Regions from separate parts of the Mus musculus genome. Here region 1 is linked to region 2. Evidence: chromatin contacts called from public Hi-C data. All regions are on one chromosome and are shown on one strand. The core of a region is the stretch at or near the end of the contact, and the rest is flanking DNA. Distances in the headings are between cores, read along the strand shown. Region 1 has its middle 32 kb from the start of Nmi. Region 2 holds the start of Rbm43 (RNA binding motif protein 43).

The links. Hi-C and Micro-C count contacts between places; a contact is called where the count stands out from the background.
Region 1: a Hi-C map of uterus shows a contact between it and region 2, with 4 times the contacts expected there. The contact joins the enhancer-like site here to the promoter of Rbm43 in region 2. A contact is called at or near these places in 1 of 39 promoter capture datasets (embryonic stem cells), 1 of 15 datasets of contacts at CTCF or cohesin (the NIH/3T3 cell line), 1 of 484 Hi-C or Micro-C datasets (uterus) and 2 of 9 other capture datasets (adipose tissue and pancreatic islet).

The regions. Positions count from the first base shown.
Region 1 is chr2:52,001,793-52,007,930 of GRCm38.p6, reverse strand. No RefSeq gene overlaps it. Among named protein-coding and RNA genes, the nearest start is that of Nmi, 32 kb to the right of the region's middle. Within about 2 kb of position 1,315, at least 40 of the 459 cell types and tissues checked have an H3K27ac peak or open chromatin away from gene starts, as enhancers often do. A contact at or near this core is called in the NIH/3T3 cell line and uterus, where this site is marked.
Region 2 is chr2:51,932,882-51,939,811 of GRCm38.p6, reverse strand. It overlaps Rbm43 (RNA binding motif protein 43), which reads left to right and starts at 4,649. Exons shown (of 5, transcript NM_001141981.2): 1 at 4,649-4,980. It also overlaps the pseudogene Gm13495 and the pseudogene Gm20588.

The DNA of each region.
Region 1 (6,138 bases), core at 66-2,565, 71 kb before region 2:
TGCCTCTACTGCATTCTGGGAAATAGTTTCAGTGCTGTTTTTTTGGTAATCTTCCTTTCTATTTACAAAATATCAAGAGATAAGTTGATCAGAGATATCACGTGGATCTATGAGCTGTTGACTCCTCAACGTTAACTCGTAAGCGTCTTCATTGTCTCAGACTAGCCATGGAGATAACGTTTTGCTTTCTTAGCTCCTAAGGTGGTTTGCCATCCATGCCTACTTTCTAGCTTCCAAAAACTTCATTTTAGATCTTTAAAAATATAAGCAGTTTGTGACATGTTAGTGGATTTTGGGGGGAGGAATATGTTTGTAAAACTCACAGCCTTCACCTGTTTGCAGCGAAAGTTAACCTCCCAAGTGCTGCACCAGGCGCCCCGCATCAGCCCCGCTTTCTCTGTGCTTTAGAGCATCTTCATCTCCAGCATTTGGCTCTTGGTTGCTAACAAAACAAGATCATTTGATAACTTGAGACTCAGAAGATACAGGATTCTTAGAAAGAAATAAGTAATCTTATGTAAAAAGCAAGGCTGACTTAAAAACTGTGCCTGGTCTTCCTACAGCCCCTCCAATAAGTCAATATTGATACTATATCTCCATTGAGACATGGGCTTTGCCCTTGACCACTGCCTCCATGCAGGCCGCCATTTTGTTTCACTACTCTCAACCTCTTGAAGAATCTCTCAAATACAGGCTCTTAATGTCTCAGAGTCTGCGGACAGCCAGCCTGGGGGCACATCATCTATTTGACACTTTCTTCCACACTTTGCCCTGCACAAGACGGAAGTTTGAGAAAACAGATAGAGCTTAAGTTTATCACAGAGACAGAGTCCCTGTTGTACAGGTGAGCCACCATTGCCTGGATGGCTTGGCTATTGTGCGACCTGAGCTTCCCTGAGATTTCCCATTTTTCAAGCCTGTCTGTCCATCTGGTTTCATGGACTCACTCAGCTCTGCCAACCTTCTAATGACTTGCCCTTAGGGTCAGTGATATGGCTTAGTAGGTAAAGGTATTTGCCACCAAGCCCAGCAACCTGGATCCCATGTGGTGGAAGGAGAGAAACAATCCCTAATGCTATGGGTAGCCTTTGCCTTTTAGACAAAGGCTCAGACAGCTTGCCATGCATCCTAGAAAGGCAGTGTGCAAGTGCCACAGGAGGCCGGAGCCTGGGATGGGAAAAAGAGGTCCAACAAGTCTTTAAAAAATAAACCTAAAACAATAAGGAAACAATAGCAGCCTTTACCATCCGTCCTGCTCACAATGTGCGAGCAGGGCAAGGCCCTCTGCCTCTGAAGCTCATGTTTGTCTTACCAGGGCCAAAGGCAATGACTCACTAACAAGATCCAGATTTCCCTTGGTCTAACATGCCAAGACCATTGTTTAGTAATATCTGAGAGCAATCCCTAAAAAATGATACAATCTAAAGTGTCCAATAAAATAACCACAAAGTGAAAATTTCAGACTAACAACTTTTATACCATTCCTGTAGAGATTCAGCTAAACAAAATAATTAGTTTTACAGTCTAACAGTGTGACCTGAAGTTCCTATAAAAAGGAAAAGAACAAAAGCCACACTTTTGTTAAAGATCCTACAGGCTGATAACTGTTAAGACATTTGTAATTGTAGCGTTGGAATGTTGCAGATTCAGATCCCAAATCTTTAGTCCCTTTAATGGCTTCTAACATCACTTCTAACATCCTGTGATTATCAGGTTAACCCTTTGGAATGTTTTAACAAGCCATTAGTTTCCATGAACCCAAAAGCTAAGGCTGTCATTACATAGTCTGAAATCTGTAGCGGAGATGTCTCCATTCTGTTGTAAGCTGCCTACCTCCCGCGCCCTTGCAATACATTTGCAGAGTGTGTTCGTTTGTGACTTTCTTTTATCCTGTAATTATAAAAACTTCATAAAAACGATTTCCACACTAGAACATGCTATTTGGAGCAAACTGAATCTGTATTCCCGGTGGGGAGCTGTGGTCACACATATTTGGCTCAAGAATAAACTCCTGCTCCCTTTGAAGTAAGAGCTGTGTTTTATATGGACAACAATAAGAGTTCTCTACAGGTTGGCAGCAATTTAATCTAACGCACAAAGACACCCACCATGTGCAAGGGTACATGACCGCAGTATCTTGCATTTCATAAGTACCAGGGCTTGGGCATGCCCCAGTGGGCCAAGCACTTGCTTTTCCTGTGCAAGTGTGAAGATTTGAGGCCAGATTCCCAGAACCCACAGAAAAGCCAGGCAGAGGTGGTACCTGCCTGCAACCCTGACTCTTGGGAAGCAGAGACAGGGAATGTGCAGCACTGATTGGAATGGGTGAACTCTAGTTTCAATGAAAGACTCTGCCTCTGTAGAGTCAATGGAGCTCACACATAGGAACTTGAATACACACACACACACACACACACACACACACACAAACACACACACACACACACATAGCTCTCTCCCTCTCCCTCTCCCCCTCTACACTTTATATTTTAATATGCTTAACTAGCTCAGTGGCAGGGCACTTCCAAACCTCCCTGTGGCTAGCACACACTCCCCTCCAGTATTCTTGAGTTAATACTTGCTAAATCTATATTTTATCAGACCTAATTGGGGGAGTGGCCCCTGGGGCCACTTTCCCAGATTCTTACATGTTGGCCGGCCTAAGTCTGATCTTTCTGCTTCCTTATCGTGACGATCCTCTCCTTCCTCTTCCCTTCATCTCCTGTCTGGGAAATCTAAAAGTTTCGTCTCAGCTGGGCATGGTGGTACTTGCTTTTAATCTCAGCACTCAGGAGCAAAAAGCAGGCAGATCTCTGTGAATTTGAGGCCAACCCGGTGTACAAAGTGAGTTTCAGGACATCCAGGACTGTTACACAGAGAAACCCTGTCTCAAAAACAAAACAAACAAACAAACAAACAATAAATATAGATAAATAAATGAAACAAAAAACACTTCGCCTCTGTCTCCCTGCCCAGCCATTGGCTGTTGGCAACTTTATTTCCTAATCAGAACCAACTGGAGGCAGGCTTCCTTTAGCCTACATGTGGAACACTACAAACAGGTTTTTTTTGGGGGGGGGGGAAACACAAACACATACAGAGAGAGAGAGAGAGAGAGACAGAGACAGAGACAGAGTCAGAGACAGAGAGACAGAGAGAGAGACAGAGAGAGACAGACAGAGAGAGAGACAGAGAGAGAGAGAGACAGAGAGAGAGAGAGAGAGAGAGAGAGAGAGAGAGAGAGAGAGAGAGAGAGAGAGAATTAAAGAAATACATGAGGGCTGCAGATTCAGCCCAGCTGGTGCTTGTCTAGCATGCTTGAGGCCCTGAGATCAACCCCAGCACTGTGTGACACAGGTGTGGTGGTGCACAGCTGTACACACCTATAGTCCCAGCAGTTAGGAGGTGGGGGTTGGACCATCAGAAAAGCTGCACAGCAAATGTGAGGGTACTCTGGGCTACATGAAACCCTAGGATGACAGCCCCCTCCCAATCTTATTTTTAAAATAATTTCATAACTGGGAACAGTGGCACATGCCTTTAATTCTAGCACTCAGGAATTTAAGAGAAGAGTATTGCAATCTGGGACCAGCCTGGGCTACAGAGCAAGACCCTATTTCACACTGAGAAAGGGCTGCTGATTAGGTCCCACAGTGTAATGCTTGCCTAGCTTCAGAAGGACCCTGGCTTCACTATTCATATTGGAGTAAAAAATACCCAACAATGTAGGTGTCCATGAGGGGGAAACTGAGACGGCTCTTGTCTAATCCTACTCTCCCTCTCTCCATAGTTAACCTTGCCTGTGGTTAGATGTGAGTCCTTTCATATCTGGCTGTGACTTTATATTCCTACATAGCTATTCACACATTCATTGATATGCATTTTGACATACAGGTAATTGTATCCACGACACACCGTAGTATGCTCCTCTTGTTTATCTGCCATAGCTTGGGGACCTTTTCATATCAGTACATAGCAATACTTCCTTCAGTTTTGAAGGATGAGCACACAGCTCACCTCCAGATTCATGTTGTCATTTGTTCTCCTAGTACTATTCGAACATGGCTATGCTGTGTTGTCTATTGCCGAATGCAGTTTCACAAACAGAAAACTGTTCTTAGAAGTGGAATTGTTGGGTAATGATTAGGAATGTTCAATATGTTGAAGGTTGTGCCGCCCTGTGGTCCTTTATTGCTGGCTAGACAGGTTGAGTGTCTCTGTTCATATCTTATGTCTGTCCTGTATACAGGGCACAACACATCTTATTGCTTGAGCAATGTATTCAGGACAAACCACTTTCTGATGTGCAATAGAAGTCTATGAATAAGCAGCAATTTCACCTCCTGACCCCCATTCATTTAAAGAGTAAATATAAACAGAATGACTAGGCTGGATGTGATGTGTACGATTGTAATGCCAGGACTCAGGAGGCTGAGGCAGAAAGATCCTAGTTCTAAGGCCAGGCTGGGTTATAAAAGTGGTCCTTTCTAAAACCAACCAACTGACCAGGCAACAAAAACCAAACCACCAAAAAAAAAAAAACAAAAAAACAAAAAACAAAAAACAAAACAAAAAAAACAAACCCAAAAACAAAAACTCCAAATAATAAAAGGCAGTGTTTATTTGACTTTTACATTGCTTGCTAGGGAATCAGTGTCAGCCCATATCAATTTTAGAACAAACCTGTGTATATCTAAAATACCCCTATTCTTAAATTAAACCCATGTAATCTACACCTACAGTCTTAGCAACACATTTATCTTTAAAAAGCATCTCAAGATGTGCAGAACAAGCTGGCACTGATAGATTCACTGATAGTGAGCTCCTGGGCTCACTGCTCACTGGTGGGCAATGTTGAACCACACCCCATGCACTGAACTAATGTGATGGAGTGGCTTACAGAACACAGGGAAACTGGCCTTATTATTTTATTGGACAGGAGTTACCAGAAGACACAGATGGAGAGATGCAGAGAGTATGTGAGTACTCAGAGCTCCCATGCCTTCCAATCTCTAAGAACTTCTAGAGTTTGGCTGCCTGGAAGTTCCCTAAACCCTGATCTCTGGGGTCTTTGTGAGGGCGAGGCTTTACTTCAAAGTTTTGCTTGCTGGAAGACGGTGAAGAAACCCAGCAGGCCCATGTATGGAGAGTGCTCCTTTCCAGTCTATGGTAGTCCTCCCACCAGGAATGAGGAGGAAGGTCACATGACCTCCTGAGAGAGAGGTACTTCAGAGTCAGGATCCAGGAACTAGGGGTTAAAAATCAAAATGTGAATCAGAATACGACCGATTACTTTTAGGTCAGGCCGTCCCATCATCCGCTTCTCATACTCAGAGACAGCTTGTGTCTCTAATTTCTGGATGTTTCCATCTCGACTCTGAGTTCCATGCCAACGTTTAGTTTCTGCTTCCTCTCTCGTGGTGAGTCAGTTGTCACAGTCTGTGGATCTCTTGCCTGCTATGAGTGACTGTAGGCCCTTTTTTTTTTTTTTTCTTTTTTGAGATAGGGTTTCTCTGTATAGCCCTGGCTGTCCTGGAACTCACTTTGTAGACCAGGCTGGCCTCAAACTCAGAAATCTGCCTGCCTCTGCCTCCGGAGTGCTGGGATTAAAGGCGTGTACCACCACGCCCAGCCCCGTAGGCCCTTTTGAAATTTTCCTTTCTATTGCTTTCCCATCATTTCAATGAGATTCTGAGCAACAATGAGAGGGAGCAGACGTTTTCCCTCACCATCTTGTAGGGTAGTGTAGACTTCTTCTCGCCATGTCATATCTCTGATGGGGCTGCGCTCTTAGGGGTCAGCAAACACTGTTGACTTGTGTTTTTAGTAGTCTGTGGGGTCAAGTGGCACAGAAAAAACTGCTAAGGTCAAGCGATTAAGGCATCCCAGCAATTCTCATCATCTGCTCCTGACCAGAGTCCTGTCCTGGAGCAGCTGACCACGACAACTAAGAAGACCATGACAACTGGCAACCGTAGCACAGAGCCCAGAGTTCCTCATGCTAATGAGGTATTGATATGGAGGGTTTAGCCAATAAACTTCCTTTCCTGGGCATTCCTTCCTGCAAAAGGTATTTAATCTGTGGTCTACCCTGAGTTAGTCGTGTGCACCTTTTCCACCAAGAATAAACAGTTTGGA
Region 2 (6,930 bases), core at 3,400-5,899:
ATCTTCTATCATCCCTAAAACTGATCAGCTAGCCCTAAGAAGTTATTCAGCTAGTTCCGGAAGGGCTTCGGCAAATGCCAGAACAGAGTTGGTGCCACCTCCAACTTCTTGCTGTTGAGTAAGAGAGGCCATGATGTCATTTGTGCAGCAGGGTGATGCACTTCCAGATCTTTCATAATGGGTTCTGTATCATTTGTCACAAACCATTCTCCAGGAGACTGAAAAAAAATTTAACTCATTCTACTTGGTTCCTATGCTGTACGGAAGTCTGGGAAGATTCCTTGCAAGCTTGTGTTTGTATACAGAAGAGGTCTCCAGCCTCTTCTAATGCTCAAAATATTTTGTTTCATCCTCAAGCACCTGGGAGAAGCCCAGAGGCCTGGGGACTTGAAGTGATGTGGTCAGCCCGCAAGAAGCAGTTTATGTGCTCCTGTAAACTCTGGGGGAACTAAGGAGCAGGCAAGCTCAGTGGCTCCCTCCTTCTCTCCCTCCCTCCCTCTCTTCCTTTCTCCCTCCTCCTCCTCTATTTGCCTTCCCTCTCCCTTTTTCTCCTTCTCTTTCCCCTGTTCCTTCTCCTTCTCCTCCTCCATCTCCCTTTCTTCTTCCTCTGAGACTGGGTCTTTTTATGTAGCTCAGGCTGTCCTTAAAGTCATCATTAAACCTTAGCTTCATAAATAGTGCTATCATAAATGGTAGCTCTACCTGTTATACTTGTTTTTTAGTTTCTATATACAGTGTTTTAGAGATTGTGAGAAGAACATCATTGAATCTGTAGGTGTGTATATATGTGTGTCTAAGCACACTACATAGCACATATGGAGATCTGAAGATAACTTGTAGAGTCTGTTATCTCCTTTTACCATGAGGAGCCTCTCAGGTTGTTAGGCTCGCCAGACGTTTACTCACTGAGACATCTTACTGGCCCTACCCCTCCACCCCCACCCCCGCCCACACACACACACACACACACACACACACACACACACACACACACACACACACACCTCTCTTTCACACACATGCAAGAGAGAGAATATGTCTAAAATTTATTAAAGAGGTGGTGACTAAAATTTCCCCTTTGCTTTGTCCTCACCCCTTTCTGTGCTGCCTCCTGAGCTGTGGGCTGTGTCAAGATCAAGCTGAGTATCCTTCCCAGCCACCAGCTGTCAGAAATGCGCCACAGTGGACAGTGAACACAAACTTTGTACTTTCTATGAGAAGCCAAGAGTCGCAGACATTCCTGGTGATGTTCTAGATGAAGGATGGGAGGGCTACGAGGTCTGAATCAGTGGTGGGAACGATAAACAAGGTTTTCCTATGAAGCAGGGTGTCTTGACCACAGCAGACCCTCTTTTGTTGTTGAGAAAATGACATTCTTGTAGAGACCAAAGACCAAAGCACACAAATCTGCCCAGGGATGGATTGTGGGTGATGTTCTCAATGTGGATATTGTAGAAAAAGGAGAGAGGGGTGCTACTAAGCTGAGAGACACCACTGTGTCTTGGTAGTTGAGGCCCTGAAGAACTCGCAGAATCTGAAAACTCCAATCTCTCTAAAGACAATGATGTCCACTTGTATGTTGGCAGGATGTCCTTTAACAGAGAAGGCAGGAAGCCCAAGACCAAAGCCCCTAAGAGTTGGCGTCTTGTTACGCCACATGACCTACCACACAAAAGTTCATGAAGCTCTGAAGAAACAGGGCAGCAAAAACAAAGAGCAGGCTGCAGACTACACTAAACTTTTGTCTGCAAATGAAGGAAGCTGAGGACTTCTACTTAAGTGTCGAGTCCACTCAAAAATAACTCTTAAAGGGTAATAAATAAATAAATAAATAAATAAATAATCAGACTTGGAAAAAAGAAAATTTCCCTTTTTCTATTCCCAAGTATGTTAGGGAGAGGGGAAACTTCTTACAGTGTCATCTTGTGATTCTTTTTTTTTTTTTTGCCAACATGAATGCAGTTTATGAAAATGTCAAACATTGTTTCAATATTTTAAAACTTTAGAAAGGGTCTTTATGATCGTATATTAAGTTTAGTTTTGCCAATTTGTATTGTGGATTGCTCTGGTGCTGCTTGTATTTTGATGCTAATTCTGCTTCCCCAAGAGGGGCTGCCTGGGACAAGGAGTGAATCAAATACTCAGGTAACGTTTTGTGAGCTTTCTGCCCATTTTAACTTGCAAAATAAAGGCTAGAGCAGGTGATTGGCAGTGGAAGGGAAGGTGGAGCTAAAAAGTTTTAGGGAGAAGGAGGAGAGGGAGAGAAGAGAGGATGATGGAGGAGGAGGAGTTGGAAGGAAAATGGAGCAAAAGCAGGAGGTTTAGGGAACCCACAAGTTATAAGGGATCTCACAGCTGGAGAATAGAGTAGTGCAGTGGGAGATCTGCCCAACCTAGGCCTGCAGCTTATATTCATACTAATTGAGTTGTGTTTTCTTTGCACGGGGTTATTTGGGTTGGGAATTTACCACGACACATTTGACACAATGTAGCTAGAATCGCCTAGAAAACGTTTCAGTGAGGGATTGTCTAGGCTACTGCATCTCTGTGGTTATAATAGTGGTGGCGCTGTTCTCTGAGCAAGGGATCCTGGGTCGCATAAGTTGCATAAGAGAGGAGGAATCAAGCTAAGCAGTTGTTAGTCCATTGCTTTCTGCTCCTGTCTGTGGGTGTGGTGCCATTGGTTGTCTCAAGTTCCTGCCATCCTGCAGATGAAACTGTGAGCCAGGAGAAACCCTTTCTCCATTAACCTGATTATGTCCAGGGATTTGATTGCAGCAAAAGGAAAGGAAGACACCATGCTGTATCAAGAACATAAATGTGGGGGTGTAAGCAAGCTGATAGAGTAGGAAGCAGGGAGTCAGGAGGATAGTGCTGGCCTCTCGTGCACAGGCACTGGCTTCAATCCAAAACATAGGGGAAAAAAGTGTTCTTTCTGTTTGCTCTCATTACACTTTATTAGACATTCAAATTGGCATAGTGGGGATGTGTCAGCATGGTGGCATCAGCTTGAAATCCTAGCACTTTGAAGGCCGAGACAGGAAGATCTGGAGATAAACTATAAATTGAGGAACTATATAATTACATGGAGAGGAGACCTATCTCATTCTGTCCTAAAATCTTCATAGCTGTGAAGTACCATCAAGTATGTAAGTAGGTCCTTTCATTGGTGAGCTGAGTGGACTCCTCACTACAAGCAGCATATATTCATTTCTGTCCGGCCTCTTGGGGTCACTCATGCACTAGTGTTGGAAGGGAACTTCCAAGAGTAGAGCTGCTAAGTTTGAGGATAATTGCACATTTACACGCTTGCATGTCTTTGTATTTTGATAATGCTAGAACAGGAAGACCTTTACCTTAGTCACGGTAAAGGTCACGGCTACCAATCCTACTGAAAAGAAGAAGAGCATCAGAACAGCATACTAATTTTATTAATAGCTTATCACCATTGAATGTGACACAGAGGTCATCCGAGAGAAACAGCCAGAGGCCCGAAAAATACAGTTTTTATGCTCAAGGTAGATAAAGATTGGACAGCTTTGGGAACTGTGACTGGACAGAAGTTCGCTTTCTTGTTCTGGTTTGCTCTCTATTGCTGGATAAACTCCATGACCCAAAGCACCCTGGGAAGGTCAAGGTCTATTTTGGTTTATAGGTTACAGCAGCGCAAGCCAGGAACCTGAAGCAGGAGCCTGGCGGAACTGCTGCTGACCACTTCCTGTCTGCTCACTTTCACCTGCCTAAGGATGGTACCGCCCACAGGAGGCTCACCTCTTCTGCATAAATTAGCAATCAAGAAAATGCCACACTCCAATAGCGGCAGTACACCCCTTTAATTCTAGCCAAGGCAGGCAGATATCCCTGTGTTCGAGGCTAACCTGGTATACAGAGCAAGTTCCAGGACAGCCAGAGTTACACAGAGAAATCCTATCTCGAAAAACCAAAAAATGAAAAAAGGACAGAAAATGCCACAGACATGCCTACAGTACAGAGGTAGTTTCTCAGTTGAAGGTCCTCTTCCCAAATTAATCAAGTTGACAGTCAAGATTAGCCATCCCAGCCTGTCTGGATTCATCTTTGCTCTGTGCAGCATTCCTTAATGCGGGAATGGGACTTCCCTCAGAGAGAGGGGAGTATGTTTCATAGCTTGTTTGGGACGAGAGGTGTCTATTTTATATGACCCAACGTTGGGGAAGAAGAATCCTGTTTTCTGTGACTGGCTTAGGGTCAACAAAAATGCAGGAGAGAGTCAGGAAGGGGTCAGAGGGACTTGGCTTCAGGAATAGGGCAAGCTAAAGTGCTTATGTGGGGAGCTGTATTCTGAGTCCCTGAGAGATGTCCAAATCTTTAGAAATGTTTGCATCTAAACTGGTTTGTGGGATCTGCTAATTTGAGCACACCGGTTGAAAATTGGTATCTCCCAATTTCAGTTTCTATTTCTTTACAAGGGAGTTCGTGCTCTGCTTTTGCCTTTATATTTCTTTGATTTTACTGGGCTAGATTTCTTGTGTCCCAGGCTCCAGGGCCATTCGGCCAAGTGATTGAGTTTTGTGGGCAGCAGGGTACCTTCTTCATGTGCTCTGCGTTCCACCGGTGATGAGCCTGGGCGGACCCTGCTGGCGGGAAGGAAGTGTCGGGGATCGGGTTTGAGAATGCGCTGGAGAGACGGGGCAAAGCCTAGGAATGAGTTTGGAGAGAAGCCCAGATGCCCCTGGGGCATCTTGCACAGGTACCTCAAAGGCGCCAAGGGACCGACCCAGCCGGGCTCCGCCCTTCCAAACTGAGTCTCCAAGGAAACGGAACTGGAAAGCGAAAGCGGAACCCGTTCACCTCCAGTTTAGCGCTCCCGCTGCTCGAACATCTCCGAGGCCTGGCAAGTCGCTTTTCCCCGGGTTGCAGTGCAGGAAGGCGCGCCGAGGGTCCCGGAGCACGTGTCCTGCGCGGTCGCGCGCCCCGAAGTGGCCGTCACGGGCGCAGCAGGTCTGGCTCCCACGCGTGGGGATACGGCCTCTTTTCTCACCCGCCCCTGCTCAATAGGCAGGGACTCACGGGTTTTGTCCGGAAGGTGGTTTGGGCGGGACTGCGGTTAGGAGTGGGGGCGAGGACAGTGACCCAGAAATGGAGGCTAACTACTGGAAGGAGCCAGTAAGAAGTGTCTGAGCTGAAGGCACTGGCTTGCTGTCCCTCTCTCCGTCAGAGCTAGGCCTTTGACCAGGGACCCGGGGTTTTGCCTAGATGACTGTGTTTTGGAGCTGTTACAGTGAGTGCGTGAGTTTCTATATATATTTTACCTGATTTTGTGTGTGTGTGTGTGTGTGTGTGTGTGTGTGTGTGTGTGTGTGTGTGTGTGTGTGTGTGTTTTACTTGGTGAGAGTCAAGGTATAGTGCATGAAAATAAACTATTGAGAAAACAAATAGAAAACAAAACAGCAAATGAAATATTTCTTCTTAGTGCCACACTTAAGAAGAAAGTGTTACTTTACACCACTGTCAGTCTGTCTGTCTGTCTCCCTCTCTCTCCCTCTTTTTCTCCTTCCTTCCTTCCTTTCTGACATCAAGGCCAGAGCTTCTTAAAGCAGAGCATGGAAACTGTAAAATGGCACCACACCTCTGCTGAAATTCCCGTATTTCATAGTCTTTGAGTGGATTGTTTTTCTTCTTCACTGTGCACAGAGGAAGACAGGTCATTCTCTGCTTATAACGGGTCTCAGGAGAAGGCATGTAGCCACATGTCCTCAGACTTAAGTGAGTTAGTGAAGAAAGGATGTGCAGGACGTTGACGAGACCACGGAATGAAGTGAGGTCTTGCAGAACAAGGTGATTCTAAAGATAACGTGTGCGTAGACACTTGAATTAAGAAACGCATTAGTGCTGATGAGGTGTGGAGCTCTCCTGAGCTTAAATGGATATTTGTCTTTGATATTGATGAATGGCTGGAAGGTCTGTAGTTCATGAGCCACTTACCAAGGAGGCTGGCGTGGGCTGTCAGGGAACTGTGCTGCAGAGATAAAAGCCAGGAAGTCACACAGGCTGGAAGTCTGAAAAGTTCCTCTTGTAAGGGAAATTGCATTAAGTGTCTGAGGACTAGACTGAGGTATATTTTCATCTTTTCACTATACCATCTAGAAGACAAATAGTTTACTTCCATTAAAGTGTCTTTTTTGTCATATACCCAGTAAGTTTTAACTTTTTACAGTTTTGAGAATTTTATCTTCAGGAGGTCTCCCTTTGCCTTGTATTCGACCAACATGAGCCATGCCCCCCCCCCCTCCCCACATCCCTGCCCCAGCTTTGTGTGCTGAAAACAACTTCCCCCTGTTCCTCTCCCCTCCCTCCTCCCCCCTCCCCGCCCCTCCTCCTCCCTCCCCCTCTTTTTGGTTTGGTTGTCCAAGACGGTGTTTCTCTATGTAGCCTTGGCTGTCGTGGAACTAGCTTTATAGAGCATTGTGACCTCACACTCATGGAGATCCACCTGCCTCTGCCTCCCAGTGCTGGGATCTAAGGTGTGCACTGCCACTGCTCAGCCTGAAAACTTCTTTTTTCTTGATATTTTGTTGTCTCAACTCCAGTTCTGCCCCAGCCTTCAAGGCCTCTCATTCACAGAGCCTTTCGTGCTTTAGCCAGAATTAATCTTGCTTCTTAATCCTGGATGGCCTTTACTGTAGTCTTACAGGATTTTATTGTGGGTGGTATGTGTTCGAAATGAGATGCTCTGTTTCCTTCTGTAGAGCAATATGGTTTTTATGCAAACCGAGCTCCTCTGAAATGACGTAAGTGACCTTCTTATCCTTGAGCTAGAAGTCCCCACTGGATGAATTGTCAAGCCCCTTGAATGCTGCAGGGCAGAAAGACAACACCGCACATTTTTATTCGTTAAATTAATTTTATCGTATTTTATGTGTGTGTTTTGCCTCCATGTATGTATGTACA